4 separate regions of the Sus scrofa genome follow, and regions 2, 3 and 4 are each linked to region 1. A link is a contact called in public targeted proximity ligation data. All regions are on one chromosome and are shown on one strand. The core of a region is the stretch at or near the end of the contact, and the rest is flanking DNA. Distances in the headings are between cores, read along the strand shown. Region 1 has its middle 60 kb from the start of ST3GAL5. Region 2 overlaps POLR1A (DNA-directed RNA polymerase I subunit RPA1). Region 3 overlaps POLR1A (DNA-directed RNA polymerase I subunit RPA1). Region 4 holds the start of POLR1A (DNA-directed RNA polymerase I subunit RPA1).

Evidence for each region.
Region 2: a contact with region 1 is called in a targeted proximity ligation map of skeletal muscle, with 6 times the contacts expected there. A contact is called at or near these places in 1 of 47 Hi-C or Micro-C datasets (embryonic fibroblasts) and 1 of 2 datasets of targeted methods (skeletal muscle).
Region 3: a targeted proximity ligation map of skeletal muscle shows a contact between it and region 1. A contact is called at or near these places in 6 of 47 Hi-C or Micro-C datasets (alveolar macrophages, blood, epiblast stem cells and 2 more) and 1 of 2 datasets of targeted methods (skeletal muscle).
Region 4: a targeted proximity ligation map of skeletal muscle shows a contact between it and region 1, with 6 times the contacts expected there. A contact is called at or near these places in 4 of 5 promoter capture datasets (fetal liver, fetal skeletal muscle and liver), 4 of 47 Hi-C or Micro-C datasets (adipose tissue, blood, fetal skeletal muscle and 1 more) and 2 of 2 datasets of targeted methods (alveolar macrophages and skeletal muscle).

The regions. Positions count from the first base shown.
Region 1 is chr3:58,921,358-58,924,081 of Sscrofa11.1, reverse strand. No RefSeq gene overlaps it. Among named protein-coding and RNA genes, the nearest start is that of ST3GAL5, 60 kb to the right of the region's middle.
Region 2 is chr3:58,731,645-58,734,550 of Sscrofa11.1, reverse strand. POLR1A (DNA-directed RNA polymerase I subunit RPA1) reads right to left here. Exons shown (of 34, transcript XM_005662406.3): 22 at 2,056-2,221; 23 at 1,018-1,239; 24 at 1-184. Among named protein-coding and RNA genes, the nearest start is that of POLR1A, 63 kb to the right of the region's middle.
Region 3 is chr3:58,748,626-58,751,615 of Sscrofa11.1, reverse strand. It overlaps POLR1A (DNA-directed RNA polymerase I subunit RPA1), which reads right to left. Exons shown (of 34, transcript XM_005662406.3): 33 at 2,483-2,647; 34 at 1,175-2,162. The coding sequence ends at 2,062. Among named protein-coding and RNA genes, the nearest start is that of POLR1A, 80 kb to the right of the region's middle.
Region 4 is chr3:58,668,887-58,671,668 of Sscrofa11.1, reverse strand. POLR1A (DNA-directed RNA polymerase I subunit RPA1) reads right to left here and starts at 1,292. Exons shown (of 34, transcript XM_005662406.3): 1 at 944-1,292. The coding sequence starts at 1,020. PTCD3 (pentatricopeptide repeat domain 3) reads left to right here and starts at 1,456. Exons shown (of 24, transcript NM_001243030.1): 1 at 1,456-1,578. The coding sequence starts at 1,475.

The DNA.
Region 1 (2,724 bases), core at 7-2,506:
TGTCCTGAAGAAGGTGACATGCTGGGCCGGGGCTCTGGAGACTTGATGGGGAGGCTGTACTGCAGACTGGGGCATGGGAGTAAAGAGAGTCAGGATCAAAGTGTGATTCATGGAGAGATTAAGGGGAAAAGAAAAGAGGATCGAGGGAAGAAGCGTGGGAATGTGAGACCAAGGAGAAGTGGTCAGGAACAGTGCAGGAAGGAGGGAAGTGCCCTAGCCACAGAAGAATCCTGACCTTCCAGGTGGAACAGGTCCCACCTGGGCGCTGGGGGCTGCCTGGAAGCCCAGGGCTCGGAGAGCTGCGCACACACCACATGGACACTAGGTGGCGCTGTGCCCCATTCTAACAGCCGCTCGTTTTCGTGTAGGAGTTTTCTTTCTATTAATTAGAAATTGAGTGCTGCGTCTCTACCCCTACCCCATGCCCTGTTTAACAGATGAGAAACCCAGAGAGGGGCTGTGGTTTTCCCCGAAGCCTTCAGGGGTGTCCCGGCCGAGGTAGGGCTACCTCCTTGCCCACCAGGTCCAGCCCACCTGGTCCACTTACTTTTCAGTCTTGCTCACGGTGAAATCACCGTCCTGGGTTTCCCACTCACCCCACCCCGTTTTCTTTCCACCTGCCGCCACAAAGGTGTGTTTCAGTTTCAATTGAATCAAGCTGCTTTTCTATTAACATCCGCTCGTGGCTCCAGGTTGCGTTTTACCCTGACGTTCATCTTAGCCTGGACCACCGGCTTCCTCCCTCTAGAAGTCTTACCCTGAGCCTATCTGTACCTACCTGTTGCGTTTGCTCTGATAAAGCTTTCATGCTGTCACAGAAATCTGTTCTCTCTGCTACCCCACTCCTCCCCACTTCTCCTGCTTTGGTCCCGGGCTGACTTCCCTGGCATCCTCCACGTGCTTCACGGTACCCTCCTCTGTGCTCTAACGCCATGCTGTCATGTTCTCCTCTGTAACATCTTTTTCGCTCTGGGCTGAACTCCCTCTAGGACAGGGTCCATTCTGTGTGCAGCCTGTCCATCAGGATGCAGCCTATCCATGAGGGTCCAGCCTGGGCTCTTGGAAGGCTAATGGGACTAAGGGTGGCCAAGCCTGCAAAGCAGCAGAGGAGCTGGCACCAGCTGCCACAAGGCAGAGGTACCCTTAGGGTAGACCCGCTGAGTACTAAGATATAACCAAGAGCATCTGTCTGGAACTGTGGACTCTGCATCAACTGTTTCCAGCATTTGAACACATGGTGTTCAGAACAGAATGGTCTGCCAGAGTGGTTAGCCAGAGAATGGTTAGCTAGAGCCGCAGAACTGAGTCAGCAAAAGGGCTCGCACTGTTAGTCTCACTTTCATATTCTGGGAGCTGGTATATTTTTGTGTGTTTAAAAATAAAACAGTCATTGGTTTTGATTTCCATTCTAAGTTTTGGTAAATGTGGGGCTGCATCCGGAGCAGGTAAGGCTCAGCCTGGCCTTCATTCTGACCTGGTGAGAGCTCTCCCAGAAGAAGAGCCAACAGATCTCTGAACCAGATAAAGACAACACCATGAAGGCACCCCAAGAACTGACGGTGGACAAGTGCCCGGCCGCGCCGTCTCTGTGGACACACCAACTTTTGGACTGTTAGCCCATAAGAAAAACACTTCAAAATATTTCCCTCTCCTTTCTCTCTTACAACAAAGCTGCATCTGTGGGTGTTATTAGAGTTTTGGGGTTTCCCCAGGGTGTTAGGCCAGACAGTTGCAGGGTTACTTAAACCAAGTTTGTTATGCAAAGGAGGTCATGTTATCTCTTGATGTACACGGAGACTTCAAAAAGCCTCAAGAAGTGAAAAATGATCTAAGTAAGATTTTCTTCTATTTCATATCTCAGTGTTAAATGCTATTTAAAATCCTGTTCTCTTTTTTCAGCGGTATTCAAAATTAGAAAATAGAAATTGGATAGTCCTTTGTTTCTGCAGGAAGTTTTGACATTTGACAAATCCAAACAAGGCTGTGGTTTTTGAATCTGGCTCCTTGCTCCAGGCCAGAATCTCCTCAATTGTCAGCCCAAATTTGCCAATGACCTGAAGAGGAAGGATTCATTCTAGATGGAGAGAAGTTAAATCAATATTTGAGACAGGATGTGAGCAGGAGGTGGGGGTGGGCAGAGAGGAGGAAGAAGGGAAGAAAATCAGAACTGGCATTTTTTGGAGAGAGGTTTGGGGAAAATTCTACAGAGACTTTTTACTTTTTTTTTTTTTTTTTGTCTTTTTGCTATTTCTTGGGCCGCTCCCGCAGCATATGGAGGTTCCCAGGCTAGGGGTCCAATCGGAGCTGTAGCCGCCGGCCTACGCCAGAGCCACAGCAACTCGGGATCCGAGCCGAGTCTGCAGCCTATACCACAGTTCACGGCAACGCCGGATCGTTAACCCACTGAGCAAGGCCAGGGATCGAACCCGCAACCTCATGGTTCCTAGTCGGATTCGTTAACCACTGCGCCACGATGGGAACTCCTCTACAGAGACTTTTGAAGTAGCAGTGGGCTGAGATGCAGGTGGTCAGAACCCTCAGTTAAGTCCTTTCTTCGCCTTTCAGTGGACTTATCTGAAGTGTCCCCAGGAAAGGATGAAAAGTAACCCACACTTGGATGCTGTCAACCTGCCAAGGAGAATAAATCCATTTCTAGAAATCCTCCTAGACGCTGGTGCTGCTGAGACAGAAATGAGGCAAATTCAACAATCCCTTTGATATCAA
Region 2 (2,906 bases), core at 356-2,855, 190 kb after region 1:
TCTTCTCTGCCTGGGCTGCCCACTCAAGGCTGTAGTCATCCATCTTCTTCTCAAACGTTTCTGACACTGATGCGAAGTAGATGTCCGGGCGCCACACAGACAGACTGGGGTCGGGACAAGGAGCCGCCTTCTTCTGGTATTTCCTTCGGCTTTGCTCATCCAACTCACTCCACATCCTCAACACCTGAAAGGAAGGATGGGCCTCAGCCAGGTTGGAGGACACCAGGACGGGGCTTCTCTGCTGGGACACCCAGCAGGAGAAGGAAGCTCAAAGGCTTCAAAGGAGAGCGGGGGAAAGAGACTGAAGCCTGACTGCGATGAGAAAAGCATCTCGACATTTAAAATGAGGAGAAACTGAACCACCCCAGGGGGCACTGCATGACCATGACTTTGAGCAACTGGTCCCAGCCTGTTTAAGCACAGGCACGGTGATTGCAGGAGTTCCTGTCCAAGCAGGTTCTTGTCGAGTAACGTGGGGCGCTACTACTAATGATACCGGCATGAGAGGCAAAGCCCGGGCTGTCCCAGGGCAACCAGGCCACAGTCACAAGCCAGGTGACTGTGCTGGAGCCCCGCTTGTCCCCCATCCAGGTTTTCACATGCTCCATGCCCCAAAGCTGTTCCATAGCACCCAGTTGCATTTGGCTGATGGAGGTTCCAGGAGCAAAGGGGCGGGTGGGAGGAGAGGGAGGCTGGGCATCTTTCCTTAGCTCCTCTTAGGGGGTCTCTGAGGAGCCTGGGCCTCTGCTGAGGGCCTCTGCCCACTACCACCCTCTCCACTCCTGGTGGCTGTTCCTGCCTTCGGCAGGTGGGGAACCCCCCCTTTCCAGCCCCGGTTAGCGTCCTGAAACCCTGCTCACACCTTTGTAAAGATTTCCCTCTATAAATTCTTATTTGAGTGCCATTTGTTCCCTGACTGACAGCGAAGGACACCACACTTCGTTACTGGTACCTTCCACGGAGGAAAAAACCTTCATCCCTGAAGCCCCGGCCCCCAGTATCGCCCGCAGTAATCACCTGGTGAGTCTCAGGGCTGCGGCCGTTCTGGTTTGCGCCCTCGAGGTTCAAAGCTTTCACAGCTGCCTGAATCTTCTGGGAATAGTTCAAGAAGGCGCCCTCCCTCAGCAGGGAGTTAGAATGTCTGCTTTGCCATTTCTTGATGGCTCTGAAGTGGCGGAGAGCTTTTTTGGGCTCTGCTTTGGATAAAACCTCACGGAGATGCTTCGATTTCATTATCACCTAAACGAACCACACACACAAGAACAAAAAGGGATGAGGGTGGGCGTGACACATGGGCCACCTCACGCAACTTCGGCGGTGGCCTGTATGGAGCCTGCACAATGCCTCTCGGCGGGGCCTAACTCTGCGCCAAGCAGACTTGGGAGCTGAGCTCACGGGGAGAGACCAGCACACTCAGAATCCTTCCAGAACATGGAATTTCTGGGAAGAAAGGGAAGAAAGGAGGAGGAGACAAGAGCCAAGGTGGAGAGGAGCCAGCCTCGGGGCATAACTTTCTATTTGACCATCTGTTGTACGACCCTGGAGAGGTCATGGCAGCTTCAACCACCCAATCTGCCAAACGGAGTGACTAAGGCAGCCAACCCCTCAGGCTGTTAGTGACTGCTCACTAACAGTCACTCTTGGGGCAGCGAGGTGAGGTATGAAAACCATGAGCCTGTGTGTCAGAGAGCCCAGGTGCAGACACAAGCCCTGGCACCCCCCCGCCCCAGCCAGTGACTTAAGCTCTTCCTCAGTCGCCTCAGCTATAAAATGGGGAAAGAAGCACCTGAGACCCAGGCTGCAGGGAGGGGGAAGCAGGCAGCAGCAACAACCACTTGGGGCTGTTGCTCTAGAAGAGTGAGAGCCTCTCTGCCACCTCACAGAGAACAGAGGGGCTCTGAAGATGTCAGGTGTTAAGGCATCGCCTGGTGCTTGTAAGCTCTTCGCACTCTAGACTTTAGCAGCCACTCTGAGTGGGTGGCAAAGCTCAGGGTGGGAGGCCCACCGCACGGCCCCGGGCCACCACCCGCTGGCGCGGGGGGTTGGCAGTCCTACCTCGTAGTTGCTGGCAAGGAAGGGGAACTGCTTGGGCTGCAGGAACTGTGTCTTGGGGATGTCCAGGCCGTCCTCCCCGTACAGGAACTGCACCACGCTGCCGTCGCTGTCCCGGACCGTCAGGTCATACTGGACGACCAGCCCCTCCAGGTGCTTGATGATGCACCTGTACAGACACCAGCGGCTCAGTGCCCACTGGGCTCGTCCCCTCACAGGGCGGCCTCTGGCGGGGCGGTGGAAGGCAGAAAGGGGACTGTACTGCAGCTGAGCAAGCCTCCGGGGCAGGATGGCCCCCGTGCCCCTGGCTCTGACCTATGGCATTGCTCCCGTCAGAGGTCACAGCCTGAGGAGTTGGCTGCCTCTGCTCTGCCTTGGCTCCTATCTCCGGCCCCTGCTGCGGGGCAACTGCTGGCCCTTTTCCTCTCTGGGATGGCAGAGCTCCCTGGGGACCCGTGTCCTTAGGTCCACAAGGCAGGCAAAGCAGCGGGGCAGCCTCCCCATCCAATGCCATCAACCCAGAGCTTGTCAGGACAAAGGGGACACTAGGAACTAAATGCTGACGTGATACCCCTGCCGGAGCCTTTCCTCCTCGGCGCTCCCAGTGGTCAGCTGCCTCCCTCAGCCTCTCCCTCTGTGGCCCCAGGGCTGGCCTCAGCCTACTTCTCTGGCACCTTGCCTTGGCTTCTCCTCCTACCACCTTAAGAGGAAGGTTCCTGGGAGCTACTGTTCCCCTGAGCTCCAAGGACAGAGCTCAGCGTTAATCACACTGTCTTGCTGGTACACAGCCTGGGTCAGGCAAGGCTAGTGTTGGGCACTCAGGTCCCCTTTGCTAAAGATGCTGAGGCACTGGT
Region 3 (2,990 bases), core at 301-2,800, 170 kb after region 1:
CTCAGATCTGGCGTGGCTGTGACTGTGGCGCAAGCCGGCAGCTGCAGCTCTGATTCGACCCCTAGCCTGGGAACTTCCATATGCTGCGGGTGCGGCCTTTAAAAAAATAAATAAAATGACCGTGCAGCTTGATCTGTTCTCTCCCTTAGATCGGATGTGGACCTACTTGTGGCTCTTTCCAAAAACCAACTGTGCCCTCAGAAAAAAGCATTTACAATACTGAGAATAGTTCTAAGAATGAGCTGTCTAACCGGCAAAAGAGGCCACCATGGAGGCTTCTGAACAGAGAGCTGCTGAAGGGAGTGTGTAAATCTTGTGGGGGAGCAAGGGGAGGATCTCTGGTCCACCAAGATGTAAGAGGTTTTGAGCGTCTGCTTGCGAACCAGGGATATCCCACTTTAAGCCCAGGACACACTTGGAGGGTTGAGGGTCGGGCAGAAAGGGAAGGGGGCCGTCACCTCCGCTTCCGACGCAGGTCTGGGGTCTGATTTGAGCATGCACGATCCATGCCCTATCCACATTCAGGACTCGCTCCTCCCCCTTCTTGCCCGCAGTGCCCTGGTGGGGTTGAGCCATGTTGGCCGGGTAACCAACCCCAAGCTCACTTGTCCAATGGGTACCTGAAACCTCCTCTAAGGACCTCCCCTACGATTCTAGTATGAGTGGATATTATCAAGCAGTAAACTGGCCCTTTAACTCCGAGAACACATATCTCAGCCTGTGGTACAGGGTCCCATCCTAATCCTTCTTCCTGCGTCCTTCAGAAGCTGTCTTCCCTGGTGCAGGCCCAGGATACACAGGCTGGGTCCCATTGTGTGTCTGAGGAAGCAGCGTGGTCATTCTCCCTTTCCATCCCAGACACACACAGCTCCCACCCACTTGCTCTGCGCTCCCAAACTCAGAGCCAGAAGCGGCTGTGGCAGGGGACACCACAGGAGCAGGCTGGTGTCAGAGCGGGAGGCTGCCAGGCTGAGCTTTCTCCCACATCCTCTGCCAAGGGAAACCCCCCCACCCCCGCCGCCTTAAAAAAAACAAAAAAACAAAAAAAACAAAAAAAACCCCAACGAAACAGGAAGAGGAACCCGAGACAGGACTGCTGAGAAATCTCAGTCTTGAGTCCTCAAATCACAAATGCAGAAATGGCAAGCTGAGCACATAACCAAAAAGTCCCAAATATTTGAAAAAAATTTCCCTCCCAGTGATGTTTATTACTCAGCCTGAGCTGGAATAACATTAGACAAAAATAGAACCAGCCCCTGATTTTACAAAGTCTTGGGACAAGTCCTCTGACTTTTCTGTTCATGCCAGGGCCCCCTGCTGCTGGTGCCAGAGATCAGGGGAGGCCGGACGACCCCGGATGGGGTACAGCCTGTAGAGAGGGATGCAGGCCTCAGTGCTAGACTGAGAGCAGAGCAAGGCAGGGAGCCCAGCAACTTGTTCAAAAGAGGCGGCTGGACTGGCGATTCAGGGTTTTCTGCGTGGAGTGAGCAGCTGTGGCCCCAGAGAGACCAGCCCCAGACTCAGGGCTGATCTGGTCTAGAAGGACACGTAGCCACACACCAGCAGGGCCAGGGCTCTGCCTCAGGCACAAAAGCTGCGTGGGTGGAGGTCTCTGCCATGCTGTGCTTCATCCAGGGAAAGAGGCTGAGCGGAAGCCTCCTTGGGAAGTCTTTCCCCAGGGGCTGGTGCAGCTGGGAGGAGTGGGCTGTGGGGCAGCAAGAATGGCCTGAGTCCCAGGAATCCTGGCTGTGGTCACTGCCTATTCATAGCAGTGAGTCCTCTCTACCCTGGGGTGGGGGGGTCGGGGGGCAGGGATTCCCCCTCTGAGGCCTCCTGTAGCACAGCGGGGAGGTCTGGCCACCTTGATGACTGACTTGGAGGAGAATGTTTGCATCCTGAGATGGAGGGGAGCAAGGATGAGCAATGCAGCCACTTCCCAGGTGAAGCTGGTCCAGCCCAGAGGCCAGTTGCTCTTTGGACTCCCCCAAGGTTACTGCCAGGCTCTGCGCTGTCACCAGTCCCTGGTTCTCAGCAGGCCAGGCGCAGGGTGCATGGAGGCTGTTATCTCAGGGGCTGCTTGAGCTCAAACAGGCCCGTCCCACCTCTGACAACCTTCCCGACCACGAGGCAGGCGGACGGAGACCTCAGCTCGTCGTGGGACCCTGGGAAAGACACAGGAACGCTTGTGAGGCGGCTGGGTGGTAACCGAGGGAGAAGTTGGGGGTGAGGTAAGGGGTTCGGGGGGGCTCAACTGAGGCTGGGTGGATGGGAGCCTGAGGTCACGAGGAGTGGTCCTGAGGCTCTGGGGCAGCATTGCCTCTGCCTTTCAGAGAGAGGAAGCCCCTCACCCTTTCCTTCAAAAGCCAGAGGCAGCTTTCCATCTGCTCCCCCTACTCCAGCTGCTTCATGAGCCTTCAAGGCCTCCCCAGCATGGGAGGTGTGAGGAAAGGTGCCCAGAGCAGGCTCGGGAGAGGGGACTGACCCATCATGGTGGCCTGCTTCAGAAATTGGAAGCTGGTTTCAAACGTCATCTGCTGCAGAGGGGAGGAGTTGGACCGGATCCCAAAGCGGTTCAGTGGCTTGTAAACACCCTCGAAGCACATATAGTCAGCGACCAGGGAGAGGTGGCGGGGGTCCACGGCGATACCTGTCACATGGGTAGCAACAGCGGGAAGGGTTAAGCAGTGACGAGGGGACAGTTGGGGCGGCATCACCTGACACACGGCAGTGCTCAAGCTTGTCCCCTCCCAGCTCTGTCACCTACTCACTCAGCTCCCTAACCCTGGGCCTGGGCTGGGCAGCCCCCATTTACCCCCTCGCCGTCATCACAGCTTTCTCTGCACTTCCATCCCGAAGCGCAGGAGGCAGCCTTGTGGGACACAAGAGCCTAACAGCATTGTCTGCACTGAGGAACTGAAACCCAGAGGGCTAGATGGGGAAGTGGAAGCTCCCTCAGAGGCCAGTGGGTGAGAAATGCTGGGGGTGGGGCC
Region 4 (2,782 bases), core at 43-2,542, 250 kb after region 1:
CAGCAGCAGATACAAATCTGACTAGTAACCCTGAGGTTGCAGTTCAATCCCTGGCCTTGCTCAGTGGATTAAGGATCCGGCGTTGCCATGAGTATGGTGTAGGTCACAGACATGGCTGGGATTTGGCGTTGTGGCTGTGGTGTATACTGGCAGATATAGCTCTGATTAGACCCCTAGCCTGGGAACCTCCATATACCTTGGGTGCGGCCCTAAAAAGCAAAAAAAAAAAAAAAAGAATAGAATCTCGAGGGATTGCAAGATTTAAGGAAAAGCCGAATTAGTTAAGGAGTCTGAGAAGAATTCTAAGATAAGCTATGAATACAAAGCCTTTGTTCACCAATGTGTCACGAATGCCAGGCAAAAACGGGATGATGGATAAATGTTTGTGGGTTGATAAACTGGTTGAGTAAAGGAGTAAGAAAGAAGTACTTGTCGCAAAAATAAAATCTAAAGACAATATGGTCCTGGAAAATATGAAGATTGTCAAATGCTGCAGTGATCAAAATGATTTAAGAGAACCCTTTTGATTTAGTATATAGGCGGAAAATATAGAAAGGTCCCAAGAGAGAGAAGTTGTCTTCTGAAAGGAGCCTTGAAGAATAACCATTTTATAGACGAGAAGAAGAATCATGTGCTTAGCAAACCGCGTCAGATAATTATAGTAACTCCACAAAGGTTGGCTAATTAGCGAAAAAGACTGGAAGATGATAACGCTGCAATCTGGGAACCTTCACCTCCCCACATACAAACTCTACTACCCCAGCCACGCTCTGCTCTAGGCAATGCCTGAGAGCGCAAGACGTTCCCGGGACTACGAGTCCCAGCAGGCCACGCGCCAGAAAGCCAGGGCCAGAGAGGAGCAACTGGGCTCAAGACCTTCTGGAAACGGTAGTTTACGGCCCCGACCGCAAGAGGTTCTGCGTGCTCCCCACCAACTCCTTACTTGAGCTCTTCGGCTGAATACATCCCGAAGGAAATGCCCTGCAGCCGCCGCCAGGGCATGTTCTTTGAGCCCAACATCCTCCAGGTCGGTTCCAAGCTCTGCTACCCAGACAGATATTCCAGCGGCCACGGGTAAGGTCTTAACGGGGCCTCAAGCCCGCTACCACCACGTGATTTAAACTGCGCTTGCGCGGGAGAAATGCTCGCTGGAAGGAGCAGTACATGGACGAGTTTACTTCTGTTGAGGGGGGAAGGAAAATAATTTCACGACTCTTGTTCTCCCTTTTATCTTGAAAACGATTGAAGACATATAAAACATAGAATTGATACTTTTTGGAAATGTCTTAGAGGAAAATTAGGCTTGTAGAGCCTTTAACTTCCCATATAAAGTATTTCAAACCATGAGTTTGAAACCTTTTTTACGATGGCTTTCGTCTTGTCGGTCTCAGCCAATAGCCGAGCTAGTCCCCGCCCACCTCCCTCTTAAGGTGGAGGGCGTGCTTTCCCAGCATGCTATGCGAAGACACCAAAGATGGCGGCTGTGGCCTCGGCTCGCTGGCTGGGGGTCCGCAGCGGGCTTTGCTTACCTCTGACGGGTCGGCGGGTGGGTCCATGTGGACGGACCCCCAGAAGCAGGTAAGAGAAACTTGGAGGACCCCTGAAAAAGACCCTGGGATCAACTTGGCCTTGTGTATCTTCTTTCCCCCTGAGAGCTGGGGAACAAGGTACTGGAGAAGATTGCGCGCGCTTGCGGCCGCGTACCGGGGAAGCCCGGCACGTGGATCCCGCGTCCTTGAATGAGGGATCCAAAAGCACTTCTTAAAGGGATATTTTTTGCTTGCTTGGCATACGCCGGGATTAAAATTCTTGGCAAGATTAGGGTCCCGATGTTGTTGAGCTTGCATTTTAGTGAGTGTGGTTATTAGCAACCCCGCCACAAGCTTTAAGTAAAAAATTTTATCGTCCCTTATCTGTTTTCACCCGCCGGAGAGGACCAGGGTAAATCAGGTCTTATCAAATTAAAGGCAGATTATGGATTCCGTTGTATGCTGGTTGTTTGGCCAAAGAAATCATCTAGGTGTCCATAAAAACAGAAAAGTCTAAAAGTTCTGAATAGGATTGCTGTGATTGTTAAAGCTTGGCATATGTATCATTTGTGTGGTTTTTTTCCCACTCAGTACAAACAGTGGTGTTGTTGGAAGTATGAGAGACGGGAATTTGTTGTAAAAAGTTTGAAAACGACCTAGTTTTAAATTCACCGTTTGCCATTTCCTTTGCGAGGTGGTAGGAGATAAATACCTTTATGTGAAGGTGGGTGCTAGTAATAGTCATCTGAAAAGTTGTGAGGAATGAATGGAATGTTTAATTTACAGTATAAGTTTTATATATAATACTCTCCTCCAACTCTCCTCACAACGAAAGAGAAAACGCTCCACCTGGTACTGCAGCAGCCTCACTGCTGCTGTTCAATCCCAGTTCCTTTCCTGGAAGTCCCCAAAGTTTATATTTTTCTACATGTTTCTTTTGCTTTAACAGCAGCACCTGTCAGCATTCATCCAGAAGACAGCAGTGTGTGTGTTCTGCACATACATGTCATGAGAAACAGCACAATTTGAAAGAGTTCATCCCGTCCTAAAGTCGATCCCTATCGGGGAAGTGTAATTTTAAAATGGTGTCTGAGATCAAACATAACCAGTAGAGGAAGTAATCGTCCAGTAACAACTTGGCAATCTTCTGAGTGATAACCAATGCCATTTAGGAAGGAAATACACAAGATAGCATATATCCTTTCTTATCTCTGGGGTAGGTTGACTACTTTTTAGTGTGATCATAACATTTT